2 separate regions of the Danio rerio genome follow, and region 1 is linked to region 2. A link is a contact called in public Hi-C data. All regions are on one chromosome and are shown on one strand. Each heading gives the region's core, a stretch centred on a gene start, on an enhancer-like site or on the middle of the called end of the contact. The rest is flanking DNA. Distances are from core to core; before and after follow the strand shown. Region 1 overlaps efnb3b (ephrin-B3b). Region 2 overlaps efnb3b (ephrin-B3b).

What was found. Hi-C and Micro-C count contacts between places; a contact is called where the count stands out from the background.
Region 1: a Hi-C map of embryo shows a contact between it and region 2, with 3 times the contacts expected there. The contact joins two enhancer-like sites. A contact is called at or near these places in 2 of 18 Hi-C or Micro-C datasets (both in embryo).

Annotation. Positions count from the first base shown.
Region 1 is chr7:21,008,426-21,015,495 of GRCz12tu, reverse strand. It overlaps efnb3b (ephrin-B3b), which reads right to left. Exons shown (of 5, transcript NM_131806.1): 2 at 873-1,168. Among named protein-coding and RNA genes, the nearest start is that of efnb3b, 72 kb to the right of the region's middle. Within about 2 kb of position 3,510, at least 6 of the 62 cell types and tissues checked have an H3K27ac peak or open chromatin away from gene starts, as enhancers often do.
Region 2 is chr7:20,959,342-20,966,110 of GRCz12tu, reverse strand. All of the region lies in intron 1 of efnb3b (ephrin-B3b), which reads right to left. Among named protein-coding and RNA genes, the nearest start is that of efnb3b, 23 kb to the right of the region's middle. Within about 2 kb of position 5,335, at least 11 of the 62 cell types and tissues checked have an H3K27ac peak or open chromatin away from gene starts, as enhancers often do.

The DNA.
Region 1 (7,070 bases), core at 2,261-4,760, 51 kb before region 2:
CTTACTGTATTATGTATTTTTAAACAATCATATTGACCCACAAAGCTTGGAAAGGTAGTGTATATTCAAAAAATGTAACTGGGTTTTCTTTCCTACGACACATGGTTATATTCTGAATGATTCATTGGTGCACTCTAGCACCAGAGTTGCACTTGTGTCCAAATTCGTGATCCAATTAATTCCTGGTGGATAAAATTGAGTCCAGTCCTACATTTTTTCCAGCTGAATATGCATCTTGGAACAATACCAGACTATGAAAGTAAGATGACGGCTTCAAGTTTCTAGAACTACACTTTTATGGTACAAATGTGTCAGAAAAAAAGTCCTGAGATTTGAGAGTGCTTTGATGGGGGAGTCAGGCATATAATCGCTTAAATGTTATAGGGCTTTTCCATAACTTTTAAGATTTTAATCACACTTCCAATGACTTGGCCAGATTGGAAAATCAATTAAAATTCCAGGTTTTCCATCACTGTATAAATACTAGCAATTGGCACTAAAAACATGGCCATTACATGTTTGGGCCTAAGGGTGTCAGGACTTCCCCAGCGTCAAATCCACTTTCTGAAATGTTGATGTTGACAGGCTTCTGTTGCCCTCATTTCCATCAAGCTACTGTGCACTGTTTTAAAAACAACCCTTAGTAACTCGACCCAGAGCGAGATTGTTCCATTTGATAAAGTCACAATCAGCCAAATCCCATCGTGACTTCACTGAGTAGTCTGAAGCTAAACAAACCAAACCGTGATAATGAAATCATTCCATCTCTTCTAACATGGATTAAAACAATAAACAAGGGCGTTAGCTAAATCAACTCTAGGCTTGAATAATCTAAACATTTTGATTCACATCACACATTTGCACGGACTCACCGATGATGAAGTAGTCGTGGTTGGTCTTAAACTCGTGGCCCCACAGGTTTGGCGAGTACTCCTGAAACTTGATGGTGAAGCGCATGTCGCTGTTGGGTTTATCGCAGGTGAGAAGCAGGTTCGGGGCTCCGGTCACTTCACACCTGTCTGCCTGCTCCCGAGACGAAACCAGGTACAGTTTATAGTACTCATAATCAGCAGGGGCACGAGGGCCAGGCGGATCTGAAGACGGGCAAATGAGATCCAGACGATCACCAATTTGAGGGTACAGGACATAACCCTTATCGTCACTAAACCTGTAGAAAGAGGAAACGAGAGAGAATGTAATGGCATTACGGTAAAAAACATACATTCACTGGCAAATAAATGAATTCCTCAAATTGAATTTTAATTATGAATAAGTATTAATAAATGTCCAGATATTCGCTGCTTCCCAATTTGCATACTATCAGTCTGAAATAGTATTCGAAAATAGAAATAGTATGTCCCAAATTGTAGTATGTTTAAAAGAGCATGCCAAAAATTCCCAGATGGTTTACTATTTTAAAAGTATATACTGTAAGTGTCCATACTCATTCATTCATTTTCTTGTTGGCTTAGTCCCTTCATTTATCCGGGGTCGCCACAGCGGAATGAACCGCCAACTTATCCAGCAAGTTTTTACGCAGCGCATGCCCTTCCAGCCACACCCATCTCTGGGAAAGTGTCCATACTCTACCGTTGATATTTCCCATAGTACATTGCGCATTGGACATGAATTTGATTAGAGCTACAAATTCGGGTAAAAAGTGTAAACAAACTACAAACATGGCAGACGGGCGAGACCAACCGCTTCAGTAAAGATATTTGAATGATTGTTAATCTAGCACACTGGAAGACGTTTAAATAATGGTTCCCGTGTTACATTTCTTCTGCAACAACAATGTAAACTTATATTAAGATGTGTTGGAATATTAACGTCTGAACGCATGATTATCCAAAGACCTGAGGGGATTTCTCTGCATGAAAGACTTGTGAATGGCAGATTATCCTGCTGCTGTTGCTTCTCCAATAAGGTAATAAATGAAATATGAAAGAAGTATGGATGATGTGTGGATGATTGACAGGGCTAAGTACATAATGATGTTAATGAGGAAGTAGTATGTCCTAAAGCTTGCATACTCTTCTGTCACACACTCAAAAGTTTATACTTTTCCTTCACAAAAAAGTGCATACTTTTGGGGCGTAGTACAAGCAATGCGAATTGGGACGTTGATATCAATAAAAATGACGTTTTATCAACATAACAGTTGCATGTTACAACAGGTTTACTAGCTTTTAAAAGTAAACCTGACACTTTTAAGGCAACGTATTTGCTCACTTTTTAAAGTAAGCGAACCAACTGCGGTTTATAGTGTTGAATGGTGCTTAATTAAAAATTGAATCAATCTTTTTTTTTTCCTTTTATTTTAACGCAAGCTTTATTTTGGTATGTAAACTACTGTCTTTTTTTTTTTTTATAAGTATTTTTTTTATTTTGATCACCAAACATCCAGATTTATTTCAAAACACATTACTATAAAGCAATAAAATGTTCTTAAAATAACCTATGCGCTAACTTTATTTTCGATGAATCAGCGAAATTTTAAAACGTTATAAATACTGAGCACCATACACAATAAGTGTTCATATTTTTAGGCTGGTGTTTGTTTGTGGCAGGGCAGACCTGCAAAAACCTGTCAATTATATGGTTCAGAAAAGAGGCCATGGATGCATCATAAGATGCGAATGACTGGCTTAATGCGCCGCTATAACCTCTCGCTTCAGGACATTTGCTGACAGAAGCATACACTTCTCCTGAAAATGTCTGTGGGTTCGCTGGCAGCCTCGGGAACCGGCTGGCATTTACTGGAGCAGGTGTGGATTCAACCACACTCTCCCTGGGTTTCTTTATTCGCTAAATCACCTTGCCTACAAGTAGAAACCCATCCTCTTCGTTTACACTTCATTCATCTACCCTGTTCGCCTCTCTCTCTTCCTGTTTATTCAAAGCCCCAATGAAAGTGCTCTTTTCCGCTGTGTAAATCATCCGAAGGTGGTGAGACTTCAAGGTTTTTGACGACTGCATTTGCACCGATATGATGCTCCATTCTTGCATCTTCAACAAGTGACTCTAATGAGAATGAATAGGCAAGTCCGGATCCAAATCCCACCCCGAGATGCTTGTTTCCAAAGGAAACCATGTCAGATCAAAGCACAGCCGAGGACCCGCATAAAAGCTTCCAATTTCCAGGAGAACTTGGCTGTTGCCGAATCTCAGGGAGTTTCCTTTGAATTCTTTCTATGTAAACAAATGACTAAACGACTCGCAGACGCTAATTACCATTTTATCATCATCTCTAAACAGCCAGCCACACCAACGGCTATTTACATGAAAACAAATTAAGGCAGTCGGGCCGCATGTTTACATCTGAAAAGAAATAAGGAAATACTTTCACGTAATGACGGGAGGATCCATTATACATTACCATAGAATGGAAATCTGGGGCATGTTTATTAAAGCTAGTTGCTTCTGTTCTTAAGACACAAAAGCAGAGTGTGTGAGGAGGGAAAAAAGGCTTGTGCGTGTGTGTGTGTGGCATTCCATTGGGTGAAGAGTTTCCTGTCCTTCTCACACAGGTTAGAAAGGTTATCAGCAGCTCTTACAGTGGAGAGAACAGACACTCGACACACACTCAACACTCACTTCACGTACCACAATTAGACTGACCGATACCCACCCACCCATGCACACACACACACACACAACTTAAAAGGAATTTTTTGGGTTCAACACAGCTTAAGTATTAGCGGTTGAGAGTTGTTGGCTTTTTGGAGTTTTTAGTTTTAAAGTATAGTGAATAGTAAGTGGAATGCTGGTAAAAAAAATAAATTAATTAAGGTCAGTAAAGGAATTTTATTTGTTTGTGAAAGAGGTCTCTTTTAAAAATGCTGCTTTAATCAAAAGTATAACTTGATATCTAGTTAACCATTTGGTATCAAAAGTGGCTTATATGAAAGGTAAAGGCCTTTAAATTATACTTATTTTACCAAAACTGTTCTTGCAGGACTTCTAGAATTCATCAAGATTCTTTGGATTATCCTCCTTCATCTTACCCCAGGCATGCTCAATAGTATTCATATCCGGTGACCGGGCTTGCCAATCTTGGAGCACCTTGACCTTCTTTGCATTCAGGAACTTTGATTTGAAGTATGAGAAGGAGCGCTATCCTGCTGGAGAATTTGCCCTCTCTCCTGGTTTGTAATGTAATGGCAGCACAGATGTCTTGATACCTCAGGCTGTTGATGATCCACCCAGCAAATCTATTGCATGCCCCCATACTAAATGTAAACCCAAACCATGATTTTTCTATCAACAAACTTGACTGATTTCTGTGAGAATCTTGGGTCCATGCGGGTTCCACTAGGTCTTCTGCAGTATATGTGATGATGTGAGATGTGATGTGATGTGATGTGTGAGATGCAGTTTAATAGATAATTCATAGGAAAAATCTACCTTCTGCCACTTTTTTGAATGATCAACTAGAAGTCAAGTTATTATTTGTTGCTCTTACAACTGGAATCGACAACAAGACTTTTGTCAGGTAGTGTATTTATGTATGCTACGGGCAATGTGTGAAATCTCGGAATTGTATAGAACACCTAGGAAATGTATAGAATGGCTAATGTTTTTAGGCAAAATATGAAATATAAGTTTTTTGTAAAGATTTTTTATACTTTTCCTAGGCATTCAATTCCAATGCATTATATAGAATGACAAATATCATTTAGGCAAACTGTCAGAAGAGCACAACAAAAGCCTTTATTGACATTACGTATTTTAAAGTGGAAGGAATACGAAATAAAGCATTTCTGTATGATGTTCTTACGAAAAAAACAATGACAGCAGAATTGAGATTGAATTATCTGTTACAATATTATCTGTGATGTGGTGTAGTGGAACCTCGTAACCTCGTTAGCAATACGCTGTCTTACAATAACGTTCAACACTCACATGCTTCGATCGGCAACATCAAACAATGACCCAAGTGCCCCCTCCAACATCAGTGGCGGGAAAAATGGCGGGGGTAGGCCAGTTACATACTGCATTCAATAGAATGCCTAGGCAATGTATAAAGTAGCAATTATTCCATCCTTTGACATTCGGTTTTAGGTAATCGATTTGTTTCCCAGGCACGCCGGATTTCACACATTGCCAGTACATGTACACCAAAAGGAGAATCACAATTTGTTATAACTATATTCCAAGTGAATATATCTTAAAATGTCATTTTTTCCTTTGATGTCCAAGCTAAATTTTTAGCATCAATAAAGATCCTTCAGAAATGACTGTAATATGCTAAACTTGCATACTAATCATTCTCTCCTGCCAAACTACAGTTCAAATTCAGACCAAGCCTTAATGATACATATAATAAGCATCCTTTGCTCTACATTGTTCCATTAGCACATAAAAACATTGTGGTTTTGTCAAAAAGGTCATATAGAGATGAATATATATGATGACTGTCCTGTCAGTCCATTCTTTTCTGTCTGAAATCACTCAAACTTACATCATGTGATACAGCAATTACAATCTCCAAACTCATAACTTCCCAGCAAAACCAGAACTCAGCATTACATCACGTCTTTTACTTTACCACAGCATGCCAACATGTATAAAACGTTTGTTTTGTTCCTGCAATGGCGATTCTGGAAAAAACAACTAATGGACAAGTCCACATTAGGAGGCCGACACTGCTGAATGAGCTTCATTTAACAGCTTTCCTTTAACATGTCCTTCAGCCAAAACAAAACACAGGCACAAGCCGTTGCTAAGAGAGTTTTTTTTTTCCTCCTCAGGTAGACAATATAGACACACACACCGGAAAACAGACAAACAAAAGTACCAAAACATCCTGCAGATGCAAAAGACATTTTTTTGCATACGCATTCTGTTAGGTAGATTTTTATCTGGTTCATCGCAGACACCGTCACAGTAGACTTGATTTGGAGAATAGAAAGAACACACAGAAAGAGAGAGAGAGAGAGAGAGAGAGAGAGAGGTGTTGCGGATCAGAGGAGCAAATGAAAGGGGTGAATGAGAGATAAAATAGCTTACGAAACCTAAAGGAAAAGAGTAAACAGAGACGAACAATGAAGGAGGGGAAAAAAACAGGTGGACACAGAGCGAGAAGAAAGCGAGCGGGCAGAGGATGCCGGAGATAAGAGAGGCGCTCACTCAGTTGTTGACATGGTCACGCTGGTCTGCTCTAACCCACTGAACTCTCAGCTGAGACCCAGTAGAAGAATCCTGGCCTTTATCACCACATTCACACCTTCTCTCTTCTTCCCTCCCTCTCACGCCCTCCGTGTCAGCGTGACAGAACAGCATTTAGCCGAACTCACTGCAAGTTCACTACATCACACATTACTAGCGGGATATTAAACAATAAGCCATTAGAGGATACGTGTTAGCATTTTTAAGGGTGTTATTAGAGACAATGCAACACAAATTGCCTAAAACATCCCTAATTCTCCAGCAAAGTGTGGTAAATTATTTGTTTTTTATTAGTAATGCTAACAATTAGAAGAACAAGTCATTTTGTTCGTTACTGTAATTGTCTTTAAAGTTGCCAGGCAACACAACAACTAGGCCTATTAATATAAGTTGTGTCCCAGATAATGTACTATACGTCAGGAGTTCCCAAACTTTTCAGCTTGCAGCCGCTAAAATAACAATTCCAGTAAATCGCAACCTGCAAATTCCTCAGAGGAAGTTATAAATATAAATACATTGCGCACACAACAAAACGTCTACATAAACATGAGCATATTGACAACACAAAAACAGTCTAATAATCATATAATTTTTTTAGTAATTTATTAATTATTATATTATTATTAATATTATATTAATAATAATATAATATTAACCTCGGCAAAAGAGACTGGTGGATACAATGTTTTCAGCACAAGTCTATTCTGGGTTTAATTTTGGAGGCTGCCAATCAGAGATTATTTTCAATGTTCAGTTGCGGCCTGTATTAATGTTTTACGTATTTGATTGCTGTATAGGTGTCAGAAAGTTTAACTTGGTGCTATAAAATCAATCGTAAACACCACTCCTATGAAAAAAATACACTGTAAACAGAACAGGTTTCCACACAATTAACTCAT
Region 2 (6,769 bases), core at 4,086-6,585:
CAGAAATGAGGGATGAGGGACGAATGGGATGGAGAGATAGAGCGGACAGACGCGAAGAATCGTTTCCGAAAGCGGCTTGAGAGGAAAAGCAGGTACGGTGAGGAGATTACAGCCGAGAGGGTGAGGAAAACCAATGAGAGAGTTAAAAAAAAAAAAGGGAGAGGATGTGTGGAAGCAGAAAAGCAGAAAATGAACCGGATTTAAAGGCAGCTGCCAATGAAGGGAATAAGTGAATGAGATAGAGACACACAAGAGAAGAAATGGGGAGAGAGCGAAGTCTCCGGGAAGAAAGAGAGGGTCCCTAATCCGCTAACAGACAGCTTTGTGGCATGATTGACAGCCGAGTGCGCCACACTGGGGCGGCTCTGGAGGGGGTCTCCGAGGGGTGTGAGTGTTCGGGGATTATCCACCCATCGCTCATACACCCCTAAGACAGGGTCAAGTGGTACAGGCCGTCCGCTCTTGTTTTCCCACTCACTTTCACACGTCCATTCAGCCACTTGCTCTGTTTTGTTTATGGTTTTGGTTTGCAAATGTCGCCTTAATATGGACGGATAAATCAAAACAGCCCCCCTCTCTTCCCACCCCTGTCCTTTCAGTACGCTGACATAATTATGTTAGCTTTTAAAGACACATTCGCTCAGTTTAGCCATCTGTCATGCCACGTCGTGACTCCACAGAACTACAAACAAATTACATTAGACTGTTTTGACAAGATGTAACTTTACCAGTAATATCTGCTGACTTTGATGTTGATTTATAGATATGAGCCTGAGTAGATGGCACAGCCAGAACAAGCATATTTAAGACTGTTTTTATGCATTTGTCCATTATGAGAATTCCATCAGCAGGAAAGTACAAGCATTCACCTTTAAATAATTTTGAACAACTTAGTTTGTCTGTAAGGTGAACTCAGCTCAGGGTTCCCACACTTTGGTTAACTTCAATCCAATAACCTCAAATTAAAGGACTTGATGTGTGGACACATTTCAAGTGAGAGCAAGGTTGCATTGTGTTTCCTGTGTAAAAAACATTGTTACAGTTTTCATGTGTCAAACTATTTTATTGCACTAATTTTTGACTATATGACTGAGATTTGATATTCTATTTGTCATATTTCTGTCTTACGTTAAACTGAAGAGTATTTGGCACGCATATAACTTAAGATATATCTTTTAAAGGGCACCTATTTGACCCCTTTTTCAAGATTTAAGATGATGAAGGCTTTTGTGTCTCCAGAAAGTGTCTGTAAAGTTTCAGCTCAGAAGGTTTGTTATAATTTTCAGAACATTCGAATTTTCTGCTCTTAACATATCATAGCTCGTTTTGTTGCCTGTGCCTTTAATGCTAGTTCTCACCGCCCATCGTTCCCATGTGTCTGCAGAGTGTGCCTCAATGTCGGCCTTGGCTGCATCAGATAAACAGCACAGTGACAAACATGATCCAGCGTAACGTTTGTGAGAAATACTACAATAAGAACTTTAACAATGATTATTTGATGTGTTTGTTGTGGAGTTAATTCAAGCCTTTCTGCAATGATGAGTCACACACAATGTCGTTACAAAGTTCACGCACACACACAGCGGACACATACAGCGCGCTTTTGCACAGCAAATGTGACAGGATACATGTTAATATCCACTTCTGTATGGACATTCGTAATGTTAATGTACAAAATAAACCTGATTTAGCATCCACAAACCAGGATTGATGCGTCTTCTTCTATAATTGTACTGACGTGTAGCGTGGTGATAAAGTAAAAAAGGTAAACTCCCTGTAATTCATTAGAAACATGCAATGTTTTAAAAACGTTTTCAACTTGTAAAACTCATTCTTGATCACATTTGAAGATGATTGATGATCGCAGAGAGCTGCACAGATCTTTTATTCCCAGTTGCTTTGCGCACATCCTGTCTTGTTAATATGATTTTAAGCGTTACTACAGAGACTACAGTTAATGGTACTCAAAATGGGAGGGATCTTATTTTACCAACAGGAAATTTTAAAAAAGAATCAATGTCTTTAGATCCCTCCAAAATGACAATGGACACACTAAACCTACACACAGTTCTGTCCAAACAGTTTCCAAAAGATGATTTTCATCATAGGTTCCCTTTAAGAAAATATAAAATAGTATGTAAAGACTATATACACATACTACCAACTACCAAAGTTTACTTTATACTTATTTTTGTGTGTTATGCTACTAATATATAATGTAACTAATATGTGTATACTTAAGTTGACAGTTGAAGTCAGAATTATTAACCCCCCTAAATTATTGGTACCCCTGTTTATTTTTCCCCCAATTTCTGTTTAACGGAGAGAAGATTTTTTTTCCCAAAACAGAAAATCTAAAACAGTGAGTTGTGAAAATCACATGTAAAACGGGATCTTAAAGAATCATTTAACCCGATGATTTTAATTATATTTGAACAATTAAAGTTGTAAACAGAACTATTGTGTGGCTTTGGGAAGACTTGAAATATAGAGCATAAATTTCATGGTTTTCTCTTTTCCAGCACTTTGTTGCTAACTTTTCATTTATATTCAATGAAAAAAAAGAGCAATTTGTGGGTGAACTGCTCAAAAACTCATTTGATTTGCATCAAATATATATTCCATCTTCCTACACTGACACAAAATGTTGTGGATTTGGTTTAAAAAATGCAAGAAGCCAAAATGCCCTCCCCAAAAAATCTCATCAACGCTTGAAATAAAAAACAGTTACACCCCAAACTATCGCATTTCAAGATCTTACAGGAGGACTTTATAAATTTGATCTTGTCTGTTCCTGTCTGCGCTCCAATTCCGATGTGAAGAATAAATAAATGATCTGCACTGCAGGGACTGGGGGAGAGAGCAGCTATGTTTTCCTTCATGATGTGATATTTCCCTCAGAAGAGAGACGGCAGCAGCCTGCGGCCCGAGATGTGAGCCAGGGGGAGGGAGAGCGCGGGGCGAGGACAGACCAGTTTCATCTGCACCCCATTTCACTTCCGAACCCAAGCGAAACTCAATATCCCGACTCCTACTGAGTGCGAGAGACAGATACAGGGAGCGCTGCTGCCTGACGATGCCTATCAAACCCCATTCAGCCCAGATCTGGCCACTTATTCATGGAAAGAGAGAGAGAGCGAGGCAGGGAGAGAGAGAGACTAACATGAACCAGGTGGGTAGAAATACATGCACAAACCAAAACTCTGGAATGCCAAGCTAAAAAGTAATTGATAGTGTGTGTGTTGCACTATATTAAACAAGACACACTGTCCCACTCGTTCTAAACATCCAGCCCTGAGTGTGTCTGCAAGTGTGTGTGTGTGTGTGCGTGGCGTCACATATGATGGGGCCACATGTGCTTACATTTTCAGAGAACGCAAAACAAAGTCACTGATTGCGTGTTTAAAGGCATTAAATCACAATATCTGTTTATAGTCTGAACAGTTGGTTTCCCGACGAACCAATCAGACATGATTCCTCTGAACACCTAACCGCAGCTTCATTTAAAAAAACAACAACATCTTTTAAAATGCAAATCTTTGGCTTTCATAATTATTAAATTGATATAACTTCCTTGTACTCGCATGTAGAAACTTGTGAATATAAGACAGCAGCAAACAGCATGTCTTCTGTTTTAAAGGAGATGAATATACCAAACAACCTCAACAACAGTCAAAATTCATGAATTTAAGTATGCTGAAAGCACATATGAAGGGGTGCATAGTTTATATTGTCTATGATAAATTCTTATTGGTTGTTTTAAGAATCTGTCAGCTGAAATTATTGACTTTGTCACTCGTTTGTCAAAAACATTCACTATTCGATGAAGCCTTAGAATGGCAAGTTATGAAAACAAACAATACATGAGCTATGATTTGATTAGTATGATTATATCAATCAAGCAAGAATAAAGTTTTCCAAATGTCAGTGTGTGCTTAATGCAAATGTTTTATTTATTCTGTACAACAAGACATCATTTTGGTTTGTTTCAATATGAATCAGCTCTCTTGAATGGATCGCTTAAATTACAAAGTGATTAAAACAGTGACTTGCTCCTCCCTAATAGTGGATGAATCAGCTGTTTTGAAGGAAGCCTTTGAATGACAAATTCAATGAATCATTTATTTAAACTGGAATTTGAAACTGGTGGATGAATCGACTCTTTTGAAAGAATTACTTTAACGACAAGTTCAATGAATCATTTACTAAAACAAGGACTTGCTGTTCACTTATGGTGGATTAATTGGTTGTTTTGAATGAATGGCTTGAATACAAATTCAATTAATCATTTATTAAAATAGGAACTTGCTGCACAATAATTGTGGATGAATCAGCTGTTTTGAATGAATCACTTGACTGACAAATTCAATGAATCATTCATTAAAACAGCGACTTGCTGCCCTCTAATGGTATATTAATCCACAGTTATGAAGGAATCACTTGAATGACAAATTCAATGAATGATTCAATAAAACAGCGATTTGCTGTCCCCTAATCGTGGATGAATCAGGTGTTTAGAAGTAAATCGCTAAAATGACAAATTTAATGACTCATTCAATAAACAGTGACTTGCTGGCCCCAATAGTGGATGAATCAGCTGTTCTGAAGGAATCACTTGAATGACAAATTCAATGAAACATTAATTAAAGCAGCGACTTGCTGCCCCCTAATCATGGATGAATCAGCTGTTTTGAAAGAATCGCTTGAATGACAAATTCAATGAAACATTCATTAAAACAGCGACTTGCTGGCCCAAATCGTTTTTCCCGGGAGTCTCCCGTATTTCAGACCCATCTTCCGCCCATCTCCCGTACTGTTCTATCTCCCGGATACAGTACGGGACTGTCCCCATGCGCACCAAACCCAACTCACAGCCATCCCCATACCAGCTCCCTGCCTTTTAGTTCGTGCACACCTCACCTTTCCCCCCAGCTCTTCACTCCCTGAGAAAATCTCCTGGATTTTAGGATTCGAATGTTGGCAGGTATGGAATAAATCAGCTGTTTAGGTCAATAATATTTATTGATGATGGCAAAAAAACACTTGGATAAAATAAAACTAAACCTAACTCATTTTATAAATTTCTTTTGTCATAACCTCACACCTAATATGAACCTGGCTAAAATGATCTTCATACATCTTACTTCCAATTTAATATTCACTAGATAGAACCTAAACACTTACAGTAACCCTATATACACAACCACCCACAAACACACACCACTCCATCACTTCAGTGCAATAAAAAGCTTGAGGAGTCTTTGTTTCCGCCGCTCCACAAACCCCCACCAACCCTTCTGCCTGGCATTTTTAACCCCCCTTTCTTTAGGATGTCGGACAGAAGAAAACCTCTCCATCTGTTCTCCCTCCCGTGGCTCCAGAGTTAAACTACAGCTGGACTCCAACCGAGAGCCACAGAGAAACTCAACAGTGAAAGAGGCAGAGGAAAGAGAAAGAAAGAAAAGTGCAGAAGGACGGGGTAAAAGAAAGGTAAAAGAGGATTGATTTTCTTGTAGTCCAGCTGTACGGCATTGAGAGTCGCTATGAGTCACACAGTCGCTAACAAATTCGCTAATTCACTCCAATACTTTCTCAGAGGCCAGACACAATCTAAAGGGTTCTGGAGGAAAATCTCAAAAAAAAAAAAAAAAACAGAAGTCCAGGCACAACCTGAGGAGTTGTAGAGGAAAATCTCAAAACAAAACACCAGCTTTATATGTCAGGTAAGGGAGGTTCAGACACAATGTGTTAAGATATAACGAGAAACCTCAAAAGGTAACAAAACAAAACAACAGTTTTCAAATAGAGAGTTTCAATAATTGAATCTTTCAATTTTTTTTTAACCAATAGATAAATAACATAAAATAAAAATAGTTTATGTACAGAATTTAAACTGACTAAAAAGTGAAATTTTAAGTAAAGAATAGTTTACCCAGAAATGAAAGTTGCCTTATCACAGGTCTGTAGCCAGCCTATTGAAAGGGTTAGTTCTTTTTTCTCAAAAAGTGGATCTTTTTGCAGTCATTCACCTTATTTTTGATTAAATTTTGAGTTACAGCATTTTAGTGACATTTGAAGCACAACTTTTTACTGGATTAGCTTGTCGGATAGTGATCATAACCACTTTTTTTGATGCAACAAAATTATTCCCTACATTTTTGTCAAAGTGCTTACCATACTTAAGTTGAGTCTCATTTCAGAGGCTGCATCCTCCGAAGGATGCAATCAAAGGGTGCTGCGCCATTGTGGTGCGGTGAAGGCTGTCTCATTTTTAAAAAATTCAAACGCAGCCTCAAAATGCATCCTTTGTTTCCCCGGTAATGAAGGACACAACCAGTGGATAATTTGCAGCCTCGAACATCCCAAGATTTATTGCGCGTTAATGACGGCAGGACAATTTTTTTTAAAAGAAAACTCTGGATTACATGTATGAATTAGGTTTATTTCAAAAAGAGTATGACATGTCTTAAAAAGTGATTTTATAGAGTTTGTGTACATAAAATAAAATAAGTTTTAAAATCACTTAAATTTTATCACTGCTAATTAACACCTGCTGTTATGGTAGCTAAGTGACGAGATCCGACTTCTGTTGATCATCTCATTTCAATATGGCTCGTTTGACTTGTTTGGACTTCGAAGGAATCATCTTTGAAGTATGCATCCTTCGGAGGATGCAGCCTCTGAATTGAAACACAGCTTATTTTAGTAAAGTCTTTATTTACAAATGTCCATTTAAATTCATTACAGTTTTATAAATAATGTAATGAGC